4 separate regions of the Mus musculus genome follow, and regions 1, 2 and 4 are each linked to region 3. A link is a contact called in public HiChIP or PLAC-seq data. All regions are on one chromosome and are shown on one strand. Each heading gives the region's core, a stretch centred on a gene start, on an enhancer-like site or on the middle of the called end of the contact. The rest is flanking DNA. Distances are from core to core; before and after follow the strand shown. Region 1 holds the start of Wdfy2 (WD repeat and FYVE domain containing 2). Region 2 holds the start of Tdh (L-threonine dehydrogenase). Region 3 holds the start of Neil2 (nei like 2 (E. coli)). Region 4 holds the start of Xkr6 (X-linked Kx blood group related 6).

Region 1 (2,762 bases), core at 171-2,670, 360 kb before region 3:
ACTATAAAATAAAGAAAAAATAGTTCTCTTGGGCCTGTAGAGATGACTTAGCAGTTAAGAGAACTGGACACTCTTCCAGAACTACATTTGACTCACAGCACCCACTTAGAGCTCACAACTTTCCATAACTCCAGTTCCAGGGATCCAGGCACACACCTGGCGAACAGACATACATGAACGGAAGACAGCCTTCTGACTGCTTTATTCCTTTCTCTCTCAATTCTGTACAAACACTAGTCTGATTATTTCACGTAAGTGGAATCATAAAATAAACGGTCCTCTATGATTAGTTCCTTTCATTTAGCATTTTGCTTTCAAGGTTCGCCTTGCTTTGCTATGCTAATGGAAATCACAGATATCTAGTACCCCACCGTTTCTTTTGGACCTGACAGTAGCAATGTTTATCCTTTGAAGCAATACTACATTCCCCCCCCCCCAAAAGAGACTGTTTTACATCCCCACCTGAATTGTAAAGGAGTTCCAATTTCCCCATAGCCCAGTCAACATTTTATTCTCCTTATTACAGTCATTCTATATTATATTGTGATTGTATTTATTAACTGTCCGTTGTCACTGGAAAAGCAAAAATGTTCAATTGCTAGGGATTGGAAACAAGACTGGACAAAAAGACTTAGGTTCAAGTGTGAGTCCTTTATTCATAATACAAAGAGAAGATTGATACCATGATCTCTAAACTCCCTCAAAGAAGCTTGTATGAGAGTCTCTTCTTCCTCTACCCTCATATCTCACTAAAACCGGTGGCAGTGTGACCCCGAGAGAAGTCTTGCTCAGCAGGGCTTGCTCTTTAGTTCTCCCTCTTAGATACTACACTATTTCTGCCTCTGACTTGGGCAATAACCCACAGAAGGCGCAGAGTTTCGTTTGCCCACATCTCTCCTGGGCTGAGAAGTGGGCGTTACTGCTTTCTAGAACAAGGACGTCGAGGATGGAGGAAACTACAACCCCCAAGAGTCCACGCGGTGCTGGCAAGAGCCGTTTCTCTACGGCCGACAGCACAGCGCCCTCTCCGGTGTGTTATTGTTAAAACTTAGCGGTGAGTCATCTGCGCGCATGCACACTCACGTCCCAACTAGTTTAGCCTCTATCCTTCCTGCAGGCGCTTTTCCGGTGCGGCTGACGTAGGCTTTTCCCCGCCCCCAGAGTCTGGAGAGGGTGGGGCTCTGGGCACGCGCATTCACAGATTTTTTTTTTTATGAGGGAGGGGACAAAGCTTTGGGTGTGGAAGGGAAAGTAAAGGACTGCGGGGCGCATGCGTCCTGACAGCACTGCGGGCCTCGGTTACTTACGGGCGGCGGGGCGGAAGTGGCTCCTGGACTGACGCACGCGCATTGGCTGCTAGTGCCCATCCTCCGGAAGTGGGTTGGCCGCCTTGCGACAGGGCCCCGCCCCGCCCCGCCCCCTGCTCCCCGCCCCCTACTCTCTTAGGTGGCGCCGGCTTGCGGCTAGTGTGGCGGCGGTGTTGGTTTTGGAAGCCAGAGCGGGCACATTCCCTGGACAGGCGGCAGGGCTATGGTCGCTGGCTCCCAAAGGCCCGCTCCGCTTCGCAGCCCGATCCTGAGCGCAAGCCTGAGCGTTCTCTTCAGCCAAGTCCCCCGGCGCGTTCGGCTGCTCCCCGGGCGCGCCCCCTCCGATGGCGGCGGAGATCCAGCCCCAGCCACTGACCCGCAAGCCGATCCTGCTGCAGCGGGTCGAGGGGTCGCAGGAGGTGGTCAACATGGCGGTGATTGTACCTAAAGAAGAGGGTGTCATCAGCGTCTCGGAGGACAGGTACTGACTGCTTGTCCCCGTGCCGCGCGGAGGTCCGGCCCTGGCTTGGTGGGAGGGTAGACCGCACCTACTGGTTCAGTTCCCAGCGCGGTGGCCTTGGCCTCAGCAACTGGTCCCTGGCGGAGTCCGAGTGGCCCTTGGGTTAACAGTGCAGGAGACACCAGACCTGGTCCAGTTTTGGGGATGGGAAGGGCAGAGGGAGAAGCCGCCCAGCTTTGCAGGTGTTTTAGCTTAAAGGACCCTCCATGCACCGGGATGATTTGGAGGCGCTGCTAGTTGGTCCATTGTTTGGTTACCCAAACGAGAAAGGGAACGTATTTTCTTTCTTCTATACGGTTCACCGAATCTGTGTATCTCCAGGACATCTTTCACCGAACCCAAGGACTTATTAAATTGTGAAGAGAGTAACTTTGGGCTTCTGCGTGTGGCGCCTTCCTTTCCTAAAAGTTTATGTCTTGGAGCTCAAGGGGAAGTGACTGGAAGTTGCAAGGGATCACTTTTGCAGACAACTGCTTGAGTTCCTTCCCTTTGCCTACTTCCTTTCCAAGATTGCTTAATTAGCAGAAGTAGCTCTGGTTCTGCCTTCAGGATTCCCCTTTTGCGCTGTGTTTTTGATTTCCAGAGGAATGCCGCTTGAATATAGGGGATAGGGTAAGATATCTGAAATTACTATTTGGGTAATATCTACAAGCATTTTAAAATCAGTTGTAGCGTGGCAGAGGTATGTAACTGTCTGGGTTCTTAGCTTCAGACAGGCAGTTAGGTTTTCTTATTATAAGTTAGTATCATGCCGAGGTAGAGTTATTCTGTGACTCTTAAAATTGCAAAGATAAAGCAAAAAGTGCTCACTTAAAAAAAAATCGTTTCAGCACCTAATGTAAATTCAAACATTTTTTACTTGATTTGTTTCTTAGGTTCTTGAATATAAAGGAAGAGTGTATTGCATGTGTATATTGCATATCGACCTCTGCATC
Region 2 (2,923 bases), core at 215-2,714, 320 kb after region 3:
TATTGCTAATGTCCTCTCATGCTAATTGGTACTGCCAGCCACACCCACCTTCAATGGAAATGGGCTTAAACACCTCAATCATAGGCCTTCTGCAACTAGTAAGGACCAAATGTCAAGGCAACCACCACTACCAGCACTACCCTCCAAAAGAAAAAAGATGGGGGGCGGGGTAGTAAAGTTCCAGGTTCAATGGCACCTCCCACTCGGCCCCAGAGCCAGAGCTCTGAGCAGCAATTCCTCTACCCCCCACAGAGGCCTCCTGGGCATCAGGCCAGGGTAGTCTCTTGTCTCCATTTTTTGTTGTTGTTGTTTTGTTTGTTTGTTTGTTTGTTTCGAGACAGGATTTCTCTGTAGCCTTGGCTGTCCTGGAACTCACTTTGTAGACCAGGCTGGCCTCGAACTCAGAAATCCGCCTGCCTCTGCCTCCCAAGTGCTGGGATTAAAGGCGTGCGCATCAGAAGCAGACAAAAGTGTCACCATGTTAAGAGACTTTAATATAAGCAGACAACCTAGAAAAGGCATCTGGCAAAAAAAAAAAAAGTCTCTGTCCATGTTAACCTCATTCATGTCACTTAAAAAAATTATATCGGGAAAGGCTGGAATTTACATACTGGCCACCGAAAGCAAGAAAGCGTCCAGGAGGGAGCTACTTACTGTCTCGGAGAGAAATTCTACCCACCTGGTGTCTTGCTTTCACCTGCTGAGGTTGGGAAACCACGGGAGGAACCCAGGACAGCCAGCCTCAGCTTGCTCCCTGATGAAAAGGGTGTGGGGGCCCTCCCAAGCCATCCTTCGGGACGATCACATCCCAAATTACTAGACAAACCAGTTTTCTGGGTGCCGGGTTCCCACTCCTATTCCTGAGAGGTTGAGCATTGCTAAGAGCAGGAGGGAGCGGGAGGCGTCTTGCCACCCGGGGCTACTCAGGGGCCCATCTCTCCCCTCGCGACCCACAAAGCAGTGGCGCCCTGCGGTCGTTCCGGACCCCAACCCAGACAGCAGATTTCGCTGGTCGTCCCGTGCCCGGAAAGAGGTCCAATTCCCGGGCACAGGCGCAGCAGGGGACCATCTCCTACACTGACCTGCAGACACAGAAGACTGGATGCTGAGAACGCCACGCGGGAGCCGGAGCAGCACGTGCGGAGTCAAGAGTTTGGTTCTGCCTTTTATCTTCAGTCTGCTCTGGACCCGCCTCGCCGCCGCGGGAGCCGTGCCTCCCTCCTACCTCACCTCACCTCACCTCCGCCCCAGGACGCTTGTGGGAAGCCCACACCTACATCTCGGACGGAGCTGACCTTGTGGCTGCACCAAGACGAGACCACACCCCTTCCACAATTGACTGGGGTTAGAATTTGGGACTTGCAAGCCACAGCTGGAAAGATCTGCTATGGACCTGTGTCTGGTGGCACCTCCGCCAAGAACTAGGAACTTAGTCGTTTCTGGTTCCTGGGAACACTGATGTTAAATGAAGTGGCTTTCAAGGCAAGCACTAAGCAGGATGGGGCAGCATCTTGGAAGGAAGGGCTTAGAAATTCTGAGTGGCAGCCTCAAGACGGACCCCCAGTGTGCACACCCGACCAAAGGGCTCCCATCTGGAGCTGAAAGGGGCCCGATGTAAGTGTATCTCCTTTGGCAGTCCAATGTTGTAGCTGGCCTGCTCGAGCAAAAATATTTTACGTCTAATCACAGAAGGTAGGGTAAGCGTGAGCCACAGCGTGCCTGGGGAGGTTGGTATTTATTTGCCAGGTTCCCGGAGATTGAACCCAGATTGTCAAACATCTTTATCAAGCCACTACCTGGAAATTGGACTTGGGGGGAAGTGAGTTTCCTAGGAAGGGGTGGAGGGAGACAGGGGGCAGCACCAATGTTAAACATTTCCCAAGGCCGATTGACTTATTAACTGATAGTGGAAAGCCAGACTATTACAGGTTGGGAGCCAAAATTATCTCCGGCTATCTTAGTCTCTGGGTAGCCTTTTATGGCCCACCCCTCTGTTTGACCTAACATCCTTGTGACTATTAGGTAAACCCTTAGGGAATGTACAAACAGGACCCCTCGCTTCCAACAATCCTGTGCTGGTTAATTTTTTGTCAACAAGACACAAGCTAGGCTTGCCGGGGAAGAAGGCACCTCAACTGAGAAATTGCCTCCATCAGACTGGCCTGTAGGTAACTCTGGGATGGGGGGGGTAGGGAGGGGGGCATTCATTTGCTTGACTAATGACTGATGTGGCAGAGCCCAGCCCACTGTGGACAAGACACCCCTAGGCAGGTAGGTCTGAGTTGTGTAAGAAAGAAGGCCAAGCAAGCTAAGGGGAGCAAGCCAATAAGCAGCACACTCCGCCACGGCCTCTGCTTCAGGTCCTCTCCTGGCATCTCTTCATGATGAACTATAACAGAAGTTCTCAACCTGGAGATTCTTTTTGGGGTGTGTGTGTCAAATATCAGATATACTAGATATCAGATATTTACATTACAATTCATAACAGTAGCAAAATTACAGTTATGAAGTAGCAACAAAATAACTTTATGGCTGAGGGGGGTCACCATTAACACAAGGAACTGTATTAAAGGGTTACAGCATTAGGAAGGTTGTGAACTACTGATCTGTAAAATGTAACTTATCCTCCCCCCCACCCCCCAGTAGCTTTTTGTCCTGGGGTTCATCACAGTAATAGAAGCAACAAAGACAATTCCAACTAAGAATGCTTCAGATAATGTCGGAGGGCTAGAGTAGCTACTTCCTGTCTGTCTTCGCTGCTATGGCTAATCTGATGTTTCTATCCATGTATTTTAAAATGTCTTGAGCTGGAGAAACGGCCCAGGGGTTAAGAACACCAGCTGCTCTTCCGTGGGATCTGTATTGATTCCCAGCACTGACATGGTGGCTAACAACCATCTGTATCCAGTTCCAGGGGATCCTC
Region 3 (2,974 bases), core at 12-2,511:
GTAGTCCTAGCTGTCCTCAAACGTTCATTCCAACTCTCTTCTGACTGATCCATACTTGGATCTGGCTCTCTCGGGACCACCTCAGGTAAAGGAGATCGGAACTAGTTATGTGATCTCTAGAAATGGTTCTCTATCTGTAACCACAGTGCTGGCAGAACTCGGAAGCATGACAAGTAGACAGCAGCCAGGCAGGTCTACACGTCACCCCTCCCCTCTCTGTCCTCAACCATCCAAAGTCACCGGGAGCCACCAGGATGAGATCGCCTGGGTAGCCTACACCCAGACTTTACTGAGCAGGCGTTGTCCTCCCATCCCCCACTCAAAGCTCTACCTAACCTCACCCGCCACTTACCAACACCACGCTCATAAATTGAGGTAAAAATCAACAAAGGCATACAGCGGGTAGTTATTATTGCAGTGTTTCTAAAAGCCAGGGTGGCTGTTAAGCCTCACTCTGTAGCCCAGGCTGGTCTTGAACTCTGAACAATCCTTCTGCCTCAGTCTCCCAAGTGTGAGCCATATACAACTTCCTCCCTACTAAGACATTTAAAATATACTTTAATCGAAGAATCAGGATGCCCCAGACATCCTGAAAATTCTCGTAGCTTCATAAATAACACAATCAATTATGCGATTTTTCTTTCTATCTTGAGACAGGTTTGCCTATATTTCAAATGCCAAGCTGGCCTAGAGGCCACTGTGTATGAGTGGTCTCCAGCACATCACAACCCCTGGTTTATGCTCAAACCCAGGGCATCTTGCAAGCATCCCTTTACCAACTGGGCTACGGCCTCAACGATGCTTAACTAAATTCATTTGCGCTTAGATTCCCATTCACACACTCGGAAATGTGGTAACAGTTCACCTACTCTGACCTTCAGGGAAAGCTGCCGGGCTGGAAGCCAGCTTGCCAGGCACTGGTACCCTAACCACCTCTAAGTTCAGTCTTCCTGGCTACCGGCAGAGAAAGTTCTGGAAAATACCGCCAGTATGATGCAGCATGCAGCCCTAATCTTAAATCTCTCCGGCAAGCCTTTAATCCCTCAAGGCCAGCCACACAACTACACAGAGGCCCTGTCTCAAAACAGACAAACAACTCTCCGCCCCTAGGTATGGTTTGATGGACAGGAAAAGAATGGGAAGAGCTGATGAGAGAGAACCTTGGGCTTCGTCGCTAGGGTGAGGTGGCCAGGCTGCGCAGGACGTGGTCCCTTTTCTCCAGGAGCCAGGAGAAAGTCTTAGGCCACAGCGTTTCCTAACCCTTCCGAAGGGGGAGGGAACACATGAGGGTCACGAGGGCTCAGGGAGTCGGAAGGCAACGTGATCAACAAAAACAAACTTACAACCAGGCTGCGCATGTCCAGAAGAGACACTGCTTAATTTTTCTGTGAAAACAAGTGTTAACTACGTGCACGTGTGGGCTACAGAGGGCAGGGAGGAGGCTGACGCAGCCCCAGGTGGGTCCCGGGAAGATGTACGCTCCCAGCAGTCGCAGCAGGAGTCACCATCCACCTGCGCCTTCCAGACCAGGGCGGGGAGGACGAGTTCAGCCATTGGAGCGCACGGGGTCCGTAGCCCGGTAGCTGGGGTTCCGCTGGCTCCTCCCCGGAGGGGACCGGAAGCTACTTCCTGGACTCAAGGGCTCCTCCCCCGGGCCGAGCTGGTCTTGGAGGTGGGTGGGGAGCTGCGGATTCCTCTCCTGTTAGATGCTGAAGGTGGGGTACATCCCTGATGAGGAGCTTCAGGTTTCTTCCCTGGAGGCGCTGCAGGTGGGGGTTCACTTCGGGATGGGTGATGGAGGCATCTCTACTTGGGCTCCCCCTGCAAGTAGGAGGGATGTTGCGGTCTCCTTCCCGGGGTGACCACTGGAGGCTCATCTCTCTGTCTCCCCACCCCTACCATCGCCCCCTCCCTCTCCCCTCCTGAAACCACCACCGTGATTCAAGCTCTTTCTCTGGGAAATAACTCTGGGAGCACCTTCGCCTACCCTCCAGAGTCACCATACCTCTGAGTTATCCCTCCCCATCTCAAGTCTCCCCGTTTCCTCTCCCAGGCTTGCCTGGGAAAGAGTGGACTGGTACTGAGAATAGGCAAGCGCTCAGAATCCAAAGGTCTTGAGTGGCTCAGGCCAAGGCAGACATTTCAGTTTCTCCACACCCTTCGCGAAGGTTTTTTTGTATGGGTTTTGTATTTTTGAGACAAAGCCTGGCTAGTCCTGAACTCGTGCATGAACCGACAAAGTTAGTTCCTTTAGTACTGGGATTTTTAAACACGGCTAGCACACCTGGCCTGTAACACTTTTAAAGAGTGAGATTTATTTACTTTTGCTTTGTATTATTTTAATCATCTTTGAGTTTATACTATACGCTTTTAAAACGTTGTGTATTGAAGTGTTTTCTTAAGAGATTAAAGATGATACCAGGTTATTCAAAAAATAGGTCGCCAAGAACGGTTGGAGCCAGCACTGTACAGGATGTCAAGAGACCTTTGGTGAACTCCGTGGCCTTCGGAAGTGGCTAAGGTGTCAGTCTCTGAACTTGGCCGGCATGGGGGAGACAGCCCTGCTTCAAGGAGGGGTTCAGCTAGCCTTCTACCATATCGCTGACTGTAGGGCAAGAATAGGAAGTAAGGAGAGGAGGCCTCTAGTATCTCAGAGGTACAAAGCTCCCCTCAAGGCAGAGGGTGAGCTTGAAGGTGCGACATTTGCAGGAGGGGGTCCCTTCTTTTTGTGTATATAAGGACCGGGGCATGTGTTCCCACTTTCGGTATCTGGCATCTTGGGAGACTCACATCTTCTGCAGGATACAGTATGTCCCTGTGGCAGCTTTCACACACACACACTCCTACCTACCTATAAGCCATATCCTAAAGATAAGCCTTGCCTTATCTGGTGGAATTGGAGCTGTGCACCTAAGAGATCTCTTCTGAGCCCAAGGGACTTTGCAGCTGAGAAAAACCAACAGCTCACAGTTTG
Region 4 (2,807 bases), core at 175-2,674, 410 kb after region 3:
CCATTCTTAGATTACTGAAAAAAATTGGATAAAAACAATCTACAGAGGTTGATGAGAAAATTCCAGTGTTTTCTTTTTCACTTTTTCTTTAAAATACTTCTTTAAAATAACTCATCAATAACAACTAAGTAGTTTGCTGTCTTCCACTGAAAGAGCATTGTAATTCAAATCCATTCAGTGCTGCCTCATTTATACAATTTGTTAGTGAAGCTCAAATACTCTGCACCTATTTTAATGATATAGCACATTAATAACATTTTCACTCATTTAAAGCCATGTTTACTAACAGAGCCTTAGCACCCCCCAAAACACTGGCAAAGACAAGTTTCACACATTCAAATTGCCTGAACAAGTAATTGATACATACAGCTTAAAGCTTTTTTTTTTTTTTTTTTTTTTTTTTTCCCAAATGAAGGTCTTTAGAGAGTTTTAAAATCACGCTAAAACAAACAAAAAAAAGTAGGTAAAAACATGTTTGACTGTGCAGAAAACACTCAAGGTCACAAGATGCCCATTTAGTTCTTGCTACAACAGGAAAGAGGCAACCAGGCTGATTTCTAGCTAAATTTTGCCTAGAATTTTCTTGAGGGAAAGTTGGAAACTTTATTACAAAATATGGGAAAGTTATCAAGTGACAGGAAAATTAGGGGGTCAATAAAGATGAAAGATGTCTAAACAGAAGTGAGAATCAGTAAGTTTGTGGACTCTTATTGACTTATGTCATTATTTTTAGAGCCCCTCAAAATAAGAAACTAACACGGATGAAGGGGGGGTTATCCAGCCAGAGGTGAGACACAGCCATTTTGGTGGGGGGGAGGGGGGTGTCTAACTACACAATGAGGTCATCCTATCTCCCGGAAGTGACAAGTAATCACCTGCTTTTCACTAGCTCCTCCCCTTCCCTCAAAGGTCCCGCCCCTCTGCCCGCAGCCGGGAGGGTGTTAGGGGGCGTTTCTCCCAGAGCAAAGCTGAGAGCTGCGACGCAGAGGAAGGGGACCCCAAAACGTCTGGCACTGCCTCCTCCAGGGAACACTTTGGACCGTCTCACTCAACCCAGCGGGATTCTGAAACGCCGAGGGGTCAACCTGATGGGTTTCGGGGTCAACGGAAGAGGGGACGGGGAGCCCTGGCGGGGAGAACCCCCCGGCCCCCCGCCCAGCAGCTGAGGCACAGGAGGGCGGCCATCTTGGCCGGTAGGGTAGGGCCAGGAGGCTGCGGGCGCCGTGCGATTGGGGGGCTCGCCCGGAAGTGACGCCGCCCGCCCGGAAGCGGAGGGGGTTCCCTGGCCCACTCCCCCCGTTCGTCTGCTCCCCGCTTCCTCCCCGCCCCCCTTCCTCTCCATTCGTTCCCCCCCTCCCCGGTCCCTGCCTTCTCCCCCCACCCGTCCCTCCCCCCCAACCTCCGGAGCTGGGAAGAGAGTCAAGATGGCGGCGAAATCCGATGGCGGTGGCGTGGGGGTGGGCTTCGCCCAGCTGCACAACCTGGACGAGGCGGTGGGCAGCGGCGAGGAGGACGGGGAGCCCGGGGGAGGCGGCTGCGGCGGCGGCGACGGCAGCGAGCCCGGCGAGAGCAGCTCGCTGCACATCTGCCACTGCTGCAACACCTCCTCGTGCTACTGGGGCTGCCGCTCCGCCTGCCTGCGCTCGCTGCTGGGCAAGAAGCCGCGCCGCAGCGCCGCCGCCGCCGACGGGGGGGACCAGCCGCTGCAGCCGCCCGGGGCCGCCGGCCGCCACCCCCCGACGCCCTCGGCCGGCCGACCGCAGCCCGCGTCGCCGCAGGTGGAGCGGCCGTGGCTTGACTGCCTGTGGATCGTGCTCGCGCTGCTGGTGTTCTTCGGGGACGTGGGTACCGACCTGTGGCTGGCCCTCGACTACTACCGCAAGGGGGACTACGGCTGCTTCGGGCTGACCCTGTTCTTCGTGCTGGTGCCGTCGCTGCTGGTGCAGAGCCTGAGCTTCCGCTGGTTCGTGCAGGACTACACGGGCGGCGGGCTAGGCGCCGTGGAGGGGCTCAGCAGCCGGGGACCCCCAATGATGGGGGCCGGCTACGGCCACGGCGCGGCCCGCGGCGGCCCGGGTGCGGGGGGCTCGGCCACCCCGGGGGCGCAGCGTCTGTGCCGCCTCTCCGTGTGGATCTGGCAGTCGGTCATCCACCTGCTGCAGATGGGGCAGGTGTGGAGGTAAGAGCACTGCGGGCTGGGGGCGGGGGCTGCGGCCGCGCGCGGGCCCCTCGGACAGTCTGGGCTAGGTTGAGCCGGGGGTAGCCGTGCGCTGTCTTAGCATCTCGGGACGGTCTATAGGTTGCCTGGCCACGCCTTTTGGCCCGGGGGAGGCCCTAGGTCCTGCTGTTTGTCCATCTCCGTCCCTGGGTTGCACTTGGAGAAGACCCTGCCTCTACCCTCCCGCCTCTCCTCTGCAGACCTCCATCCTGGTTGCCCCCTTTCCCCCCCCCGCTGTGTCCCAAGGTAACTGGCGCTCGTTTGCATCCTGGAGGAGACCTGGCCTCCTTCAGCCGGTTGCACTTGGCCTTCCCCCCTACCCCCATCCTCCCCGAGGGACATTTCCTCCCCCCCCCCACTCCTGTTTTCTCTCTGCAGTGGCCGGTGTGGGGCCCTGTGGAAAAACCCTAGCTGCCTCTCCTTAAAGCACTCCTTCCTTTCACGCCCCTCCTCCTCCTGCAGCCCCAGCCCCTGCAAACACCGCTGCTCCACACCGCTGCCCTCCTTGAAGGAAAAAAAATGACTTTTTTTTTCTTTCCGGAATAGATGTGCCCTTTTCGCAGTGACAGGGAAAAAAAATGAGATGGTA

The links. HiChIP or PLAC-seq counts read pairs in DNA pulled down with a chosen protein or histone mark.
Region 1: an H3K27ac HiChIP or PLAC-seq map of microglia shows a contact between it and region 3, with 7 times the contacts expected there. The contact joins the promoter of Wdfy2 here to the promoter of Neil2 in region 3. A contact is called at or near these places in 2 of 39 promoter capture datasets (the C10 cell line and pre-B cells), 2 of 484 Hi-C or Micro-C datasets (CD4 T cells and regulatory T cells), 2 of 115 datasets of contacts at active chromatin or transcription factors (microglia and pancreatic cancer cells) and 1 of 9 other capture datasets (liver).
Region 2: a contact with region 3 is called in an H3K27ac HiChIP or PLAC-seq map of embryonic stem cells, with 2.6 times the contacts expected there. The contact joins the promoter of Tdh here to the promoter of Neil2 in region 3. A contact is called at or near these places in 8 of 39 promoter capture datasets (the 3T3-L1 cell line, cranial neural crest, frontonasal cranial neural crest and 5 more), 2 of 484 Hi-C or Micro-C datasets (the CH12 cell line and embryonic stem cells), 7 of 115 datasets of contacts at active chromatin or transcription factors (all in embryonic stem cells) and 4 of 9 other capture datasets (adipose tissue, embryonic stem cells, liver and 1 more).
Region 4: an H3K4me3 HiChIP or PLAC-seq map of embryonic stem cells shows a contact between it and region 3, with 2.8 times the contacts expected there. The contact joins the promoter of Xkr6 here to the promoter of Neil2 in region 3. A contact is called at or near these places in 1 of 484 Hi-C or Micro-C datasets (the G1E-ER4 cell line) and 1 of 115 datasets of contacts at active chromatin or transcription factors (embryonic stem cells).

What each region holds. Positions count from the first base shown.
Region 1 is chr14:62,836,270-62,839,031 of GRCm38.p6, forward strand. It overlaps Wdfy2 (WD repeat and FYVE domain containing 2), which reads left to right and starts at 1,421. Exons shown (of 12, transcript NM_175546.4): 1 at 1,421-1,788. The coding sequence starts at 1,652. It overlaps Gm26536 (predicted gene, 26536), which reads right to left and starts at 2,262. Exons shown (of 2, transcript NR_168886.1): 1 at 1,856-2,262; 2 at 632-1,751. Mir8098 (microRNA 8098) reads left to right here and starts at 1,452; the gene lies at 1,452-1,588.
Region 2 is chr14:63,507,628-63,510,550 of GRCm38.p6, forward strand. Tdh (L-threonine dehydrogenase) reads right to left here and starts at 1,465. Exons shown (of 9, transcript NM_021480.5): 1 at 1,083-1,465.
Region 3 is chr14:63,192,264-63,195,237 of GRCm38.p6, forward strand. It overlaps Neil2 (nei like 2 (E. coli)), which reads right to left and starts at 1,262. Exons shown (of 5, transcript NM_201610.2): 1 at 1,161-1,262.
Region 4 is chr14:63,605,106-63,607,912 of GRCm38.p6, forward strand. Xkr6 (X-linked Kx blood group related 6) reads left to right here and starts at 1,425. Exons shown (of 3, transcript NM_173393.2): 1 at 1,425-2,179. The coding sequence starts at 1,425. Gm15918 (predicted gene 15918) reads right to left here and starts at 2,614. Exons shown (of 2, transcript NR_167937.1): 1 at 1,854-2,614.